Linked DNA regions of Zea mays: region 1 is linked to region 2. A link is a contact called in public Hi-C data. All regions are on one chromosome and are shown on one strand. Each heading gives the region's core, a stretch centred on a gene start, on an enhancer-like site or on the middle of the called end of the contact. The rest is flanking DNA. Distances are from core to core; before and after follow the strand shown.

What was found. A called contact is a pair of places that touch in the nucleus more often than the background predicts.
Region 1: a Hi-C map of bundle sheath shows a contact between it and region 2, with 2.2 times the contacts expected there. The contact joins the promoter of LOC100282790 here to the promoter of LOC100279856 in region 2. A contact is called at or near these places in 5 of 25 Hi-C or Micro-C datasets (bundle sheath, ear, endosperm and 2 more).

Annotation. Positions count from the first base shown.
Region 1 is chr10:25,653,083-25,656,731 of Zm-B73-REFERENCE-NAM-5.0, reverse strand. It overlaps LOC100282790 (RING finger and CHY zinc finger domain-containing protein 1), which reads left to right and starts at 1,721. Exons shown (of 12, transcript NM_001155696.2): 1 at 1,721-1,939; 2 at 2,198-2,285. The coding sequence starts at 1,839.
Region 2 is chr10:25,311,143-25,314,518 of Zm-B73-REFERENCE-NAM-5.0, reverse strand. LOC100279856 reads left to right here and starts at 1,490. Exons shown (of 17, transcript NM_001152809.1): 1 at 1,490-1,862; 2 at 2,397-2,517; 3 at 2,946-3,024; 4 at 3,126-3,284. The coding sequence starts at 2,480.

The sequences.
Region 1 (3,649 bases), core at 472-2,971, 340 kb before region 2:
GCTTCGTCACCGGCTCGTCGTCGTGCACTTGCACCTACTCGCTGATGAGCTCCACCAGATCCGAGTCGACCTTCTTCCGGTAGATCCGACGCTGTGTCGCCCGCGCTCGCCCGACCTCCATGGATGCGTCCAACCGCAGCAGAGCCGACCAGGAAATTTTTTCCCTAGGGCGTGGGCGTTGGCATCCGCGAGAAGCGACGGAGGGGGGATGAATAGGGAACCGCCTCATCTGGCGTGAGAGAGAAGGGGAACGTGGCGTAGAGGATCGCGTAGGGAAATGCGTTGCGGGAGGAAGGGGGCGACTGTAGCCCCTAGCAGATGAACAATAATGGGGGAGGGGAGGGCTAGAGGCTGACGTTGCAGACAGTCTCAGCCAGGCTCTCGTAAGATTCTTTGGCCGCGCGTCCCCGTGCGTGCAGGCGCGGCGCATGATGACAGAAGCACATGCACGTAAAACAAGATGCTTTATTAGGTAGTTTTTTTATTATATCTTCTAATTAAATATTTAATCATCAAACCGATTTTCATTATTGTGTTATTGAGATTTTTATAAACAAAACTATACCACTAATGCTATATAATATTTGAAGATTTGTTATGCACCCTTCTCTAATACATGTTTTAGTACAACCAAACAAACAAAATCTGTGTCTAGACAGAACAAGTCTGTACAAGCAACCAAACAAAAACGCTTACATGAATTCATCCAAGTTCTAACGATATCAGATAGGCTCATTCCGATCTGGCTCGACTTCTATAGGAACCAAACACACGAAATGTGATACAATGGATGCGTCTAAAACCCGTGTCTTAAAATCAATGCACCAATCAACTACGTTTTGTACCTTAAGCATAGAGCCAAGAGACGTGTCTTAATTTTTTTTATATTTAGCCTCTTAAACACAGCGAAAATATAACTTAAGACATTCATTATAGATGTCTTAGTCGATACCCGTATGTTGTAGATTGAGTGTGTCCAACCTGAATAGTCAAAAATATGATCATGTCCAACCTGAATAGCTAATAATGTGATTGTACACACTTTTTAAAAATCGAAGAGCTGATATTTATAAATTCATCCATGGAGACATCATTGGCAGAACTAACAATATTTTTTCTCTATCTAATTCTATCCAATCTAGATTAAAATAAAATTGAGTAGAAAAGAGAGTGCAAGCAAAGTATCAAATGGAGTACAAAGAACAACAGCTTGAGAAAAAGCTTGAAAGAGATGTGACGATGACGGCTAGGCCGCAGCTAGAGGAAAAAGCTAAAAGATGTGACGATGACGGCTAGGCCGGTGATGTGCGTGCGACCCATGCCGTTGTGCATCTCATCTACTTATCCTATTATCTCCTTCCCTTCTTTGTTAAAGATTTGATAAATAAAAAGTATTATAAGTAAAATGTGCAACAGATCTAAGGATTCTCCAACAGCTACTCTATTTTATCCATATTTCAAACTTTATTGATGTATATGTTAAAATGTTCATACAATATTTGATATATATGTTTTATATATGTATCTAGTTTTATCTTTATTTATTTAAATGTACACATAAAAAGCAAAAGCTAAAACGACCAGTACTATTTTAGTACAGAGACAGTATAATTTTTTATGTAATGCATTTCTTGAGGAAACTAATTTCTCTGCTGCAATGGCATTGGAAGAAGGGCACAGTTAGCAATCAAAGCGGTGGGCCTCCACGCCTCCATGTCCCATGACGTCGCTACTCTTCCGGGATGGACCAATAACATTTTATATCTGGACGCCCCTTATCGCCCTCGTTATTTACATCTCTGCCACCCTCCTCTCCGCCGTCGCCGCCGCCGCCGGGGATGGGGGGAGCGCAATTCCCCGGCGACAACGACGTCGCGGAAGTAGACGCGGCCCGCGACGGAGAGGTGGACCGCCGTGACGTGGGCAAGATGAAGCACGGGTGAGCGAGGCGCGCCTTGAATCCTTGATTACGTTCTTCTCCTGTGCCTCCCCCTTTGTGCTCCTTTTCTTCGGACGGAATCTCGATTCCTTCTTCCCGGTGCCGAATCGATCTGCGCTATGTGACTGGTTCATCCGTTCCCATTGTTGGCTGTCGATTTTGCTCGATTTCGTTCTCCTCCTCCGGTTTCCCGATCCAAGATGGCCTAGTTCCGCTATGCTTAATCTGCTCACGTCAGAAATTTGCTCGTTGCCGCAGGTGCGAGCATTACCGGCGGAGGTGCAAGATCGTGGCACCGTGCTGCAACCAGGTGTTCCCCTGCCGCCACTGCCACAACGAGGCTACGGTGAGCCTGTTTCTTTTTTTTTTCAGGTTGTGTCTCTTTTTCGTAGTAGGACAGGCTAACTTAGAGAGCTTTTCTACTCAGGAACCTTGCAGCGTAGTGTTTATATAGCATGTGAGAAGTGTTCGTGCAATAAAGTGTGAAGGAGAATAGAATTCGTGTAATTGGATGATTGTATTGGATTGAGTTAGGATGTTTATATAGAATACATGACTTGAGAGATAAGGCAACCTACGGTACAGATACATATGACAGTCTATGATACATAATATGTAAACTAACAAACATACTCTAATATCCTCCCCCAGTCGTAGCGGGAACATCGTAGACGGTTAGACTGAAGAGGAGTCAAGGGCTAACATCTCCCCGAGCCGTAGCGACATTGCAATGCAGATGGTGTGACTGAAGTAGAAACCAATAATGAGCTCATGTAGATGATAGCCCTTTGTGTCGATGTCGAGGTAGCCGAGCTTAAGGGCACATTGCTTTAATCGAAGAAGCCGTGTTGAAGATAGCTGAGGTCAATGTACAAGTTGCTATGTTGGTGGAGCTGCAAGCACACAAGAGGCACCATGGTGATGACGAAGACACATCAAGGCAGTTGTCGTGGAGGGGGAGGGTGATGTTGAGGTAGACACAATTAGGGCCATTGTAGATGAAAGACGGAGATGCAATTGAGGCATACATGGCGGGAACGGGAGGGTCGATACCGAAGTCGATGCAGTTAAGCCGCATAGACTAAGGTGTGGGCTGGGTTTGCCAGACCTAGCAACGCGTCAGGGACGAAAGCACGCACCGGTGTTGCCAATACCGAATGTACAAGGTAGAGTGCCCCAACCATGCATCAACGTCTGAGGGACCAACAGAGAAGGTCTCGACGATGATTGTGGTGCGTAGAACGACGAGGTAGAAGGTGTCAACATAGCACATGATTGTCAGAATAAACAAAGTAGGTGGGGATGAGACGTCGACATTGATGACGTGGTTGTGCTGGATGAAGTAGTGTTGGAGCGAATGGGTCAAACCCAAAGGCAAGTAGTTCGGCCATGAGCGGATACTCAGGAGCGAGCAAACCGATGCAGGGGGTGGATGAGTAGCGGTGGCCTCGCGCACTGGGGCGACAACGGCCTCACGTTCATAGGCAGAGCTCCAAGTTTACAACGAAGACTTGATTAGCAGGATGAAAACCTTGTGTGGATAGATGGCACAACAAATATTGCATAGTACAGTCGTCTATGCACAAGGAACGGTGATGTAGATACAATGACAATACATCCATAGGGATGGCAATGGCAATGCTGCTGCCTAACGAGGAGCAGGCGACACAACAACAACCCTGTTGCGTGGAGAAGATGCGCGCAGTACTC
Region 2 (3,376 bases), core at 241-2,740:
GGGGCTCGGACGGCTGATAGGCCGAGCCCAGGGCCAGGGACGTGGGTGCGGGCACGTTGGCTGGGCCGTCAGATCTCGGGCGGACAATTAGGATTAGGCTCGGGTTAATTAAAATCGGACCATTGGATTCGGGGTGAACGATGGGGATCGGGCGGCCAACTTCGGCCCTTTCTTCTGGCCACCAGAGGCGGTACATGCTTCACCCTGCTCTGTGTTATATTATGATGGGGATCGGAATAGAATTAATTCTCATCAACTCCCAACCATGCTCCCTCCTAGAAATCCACTGGAATCACTCCATCGGAGAATTAAGGAGCAAAATTAAAGAATCAGGAAGTGGAGCTCTCCCAAACGGGGCATTACTTCTTCAACTCCTACGTCTTTGAAGGTGATGAGTAATTAAGATATGATTTGTTCACCAAACAATTAGCATTAATAACAGTCGTCTTAAAAGAAAGAACACGATAGTGGAGGACCTTGATGTCATTTTCATAAATACCACTCCTGTGTGTCCAAGGAAAACACCATTTTTATTTTTTAATAGTCAAACTATCTTATATTTCGACCAAATTTGTAAATACCATATATAATAAGTATCATTAAATTAATCATAAAATTTAGAGAATTTAATAATATATGTATTTGCTAGTCATAAATGTTAAAAACATTTTCTTTGTAAATTTATTCAAACATTAATAAGTCTATTCAATCCAAATCTAGAATTATATTTATTTTTTACAATTGTAGTAATAAGTCTCTTTGAATTTCGCATCTAAATTTTAGAGCTAAAACTCCAAACAAGTGGTCTAAAGTTAGCTCTAAACTTTAGCCTATTTCATATTAGAGATTTAAAGCCCAAATGTGAGCACGAAAGTTTAGAGAAAAAGATTCAATCATATTCTAAGCGGTGATTCAGTAATTTCTTAAAGGCAGTCACAATTAGTATAATTGTTTCCGTCAGAAGCGTACGTATTGAGGATTGATTGCGGCTGCTGGCCGGTCGCTGACAGGGGGAACCCAAAAAGTTTCAGATAAACAAGATTATCTTGTGCAGAATGTGCTTATAATGACTGAGAAATGGACCGTTAACTGTACTTATTAGTATGAGGTCCTGGACCTATGCCTAAGTGTCAAGAAGATGACAAGGCAAAATAACATGGACCACAATATATACTTACATATACATAAGGAAATGCAGGGAGTTTGCTGAAATTTCACGGGAAATAATACAATTTTGAATGAACTTGTTAAGGGCATCCGAAATGGAGATCAAATTGCAATGGACTGAAAGCAAACTCTTTTTTCGTCATAGTCACTATTTATATGTTATTTATATTTATAAGAATAATTTATTGGTGGCATTGACTGCAATCAACAAACGATAAACGTTGCAAATGCATTGATTCCACATGGGATGACGACTGGAGTAAATCAGTAAACAGCAGGAGAGAGAAGCTACGGTTGACAAGCTTGCTGAATCATCCTCATCCCCGGGCCGAAGCCGAAGAGGACGAAAAGGCAGCCTGCTGCCGCCGCCGCCGCTGTTGCAGTTGCAGATCACACACACTACCCTTTCCGCGACCCTTCTTTCTGCATCCATCCACCCTCCCCCTTTGTCCTGTCTCTCTCCCTCCCACGCACACAGACACATCACACAGCTGGAGAGCAGGTGCTTCTCTCACACACACCTCGGCCCACGCCGCCGTTGCCAGCCAAGAGCAGTCGCGGGGCAGCGCTGAATCCTGATTAGGTGAAAAAGAGGGTGGCGACCATCGTTTTCGCTGCTGATTCTGGCTGCGGCTCATCTGCCCCAGTGCTGTGCTCCTGCACCGTACCGCAAACCCAGCCCAAGACTGCAAGAGGTAGTGCTCTTCTTTCTCGCAGGATCGTTCCTGATTTCTTTTCTAGTTTCTCTCGGCGTTTCTGATGGTTGCCGGTTCTGCGATCCGTATGGTCCCGGAAACGAATTTCTAGGGAACCGTTTTATTCTAACATAATGTGGGGGGAAAGAGTCACCATTTTCTCTGAATTCTTTCTACTGCACGCCTGGGATTTTGTCTTGTTGGGAATGCTGCTTCTTGGAATCCAAAAACAACGCGAATGCGTCGCTAACCTCACAAACAAGATCTTCATTTCCCCCCCTCGATGATTATAGCACATGCCCTCATGATTGAGCTTTTCCTCCGCTTTTGTGGTTTCTTGTTCTTCCTCCAAATCCCAAACCAACCACTAGATGGCGGTGGCGTTTTGGGGGGCGAAAATCCTATCCCTGCATTTGTCTGCGCTTCTTGGTCTCTCTCATCAGTCCCCTATTTTCCGCCACGATTCCATCTCTCCACCAACCCCTCTGTACCTTCTTCCCAACTGATTATTGCATTGACTTGACTTGTTTGCAGGTGGCATAGGCTCATGTCCTGCCCAGCGGTTCGCTTCAAATTTCTGAGCTGAACGCAGCTGGAGAGACCGCGCAGTCCTGAATATGTTTGGTTTCTCGCGGCGCCGGGTGAAACTTGGAAGGTGAATGTTATGCACAGTTCCTTGATTTCATCATGTGATGTTTTTCCCCACTCTTTTTTAAAAAAAGAAGAAGATCGGTGCCTGCTGTGTGATGATGACAAGGGGAGCTTGCTAGCGTGAAATTTGATCTCTTGTGTAGTTGTGCATCTTTTGAGTTTTGGCAGTTAAATTAGCACTTTTCTTCCAGTACATATCAGACTTGGAGATTTTCTTCAGAGATTTTTTTTCCTTTTACTGACTACCAAACATCTATGGACACAGTAGCACTGTTCATAAAACTGATGGGATACATTGTAAATTGATGAAGTCATACGGCTTCATGAAGCTCGGTCGGCATTGCATTCAATTTTATGCTAATCCTATTTCCACATTTGCTTTGACTGCTTTATCCATTGTCTTGAGTTTTTTTTTTTGCTTTTCTTTTTCAGGTCGAAGGGTGACCCAAGTGATCCTTTGAACAGCTCCAGGAGTTCTGTTGGTCCCAGTAAACACCTCAGTCTGCCCAATGTGAGCCTGCCTGTGACTGAAGAAATTGCATCTATATTGACCTTGTTGTATTTTGGCCACAACTGGATGCTTTAGCTCCTGACTTTTTTTGTTCTTTTCAGGGGAATGACGCGACTATGACGTCAGTAAGTGGCCACGCAGATGATCTTTCCTACCGTTGCTCGTCCGATACGTTTGATCCCCAAGGACGCACTTTCGATATTTCAGAAAATTGGACTGTGCTGTCCACAGAGGGAGACAAACCTATTCCTCGTTTCTATGTAAGCCACTGAAAATATAATAACTAGAACTAAGTTTGCATATCTTGAAAAAAATAGGTATTTACTTAACACATATTCAACCTTGGTCAAAC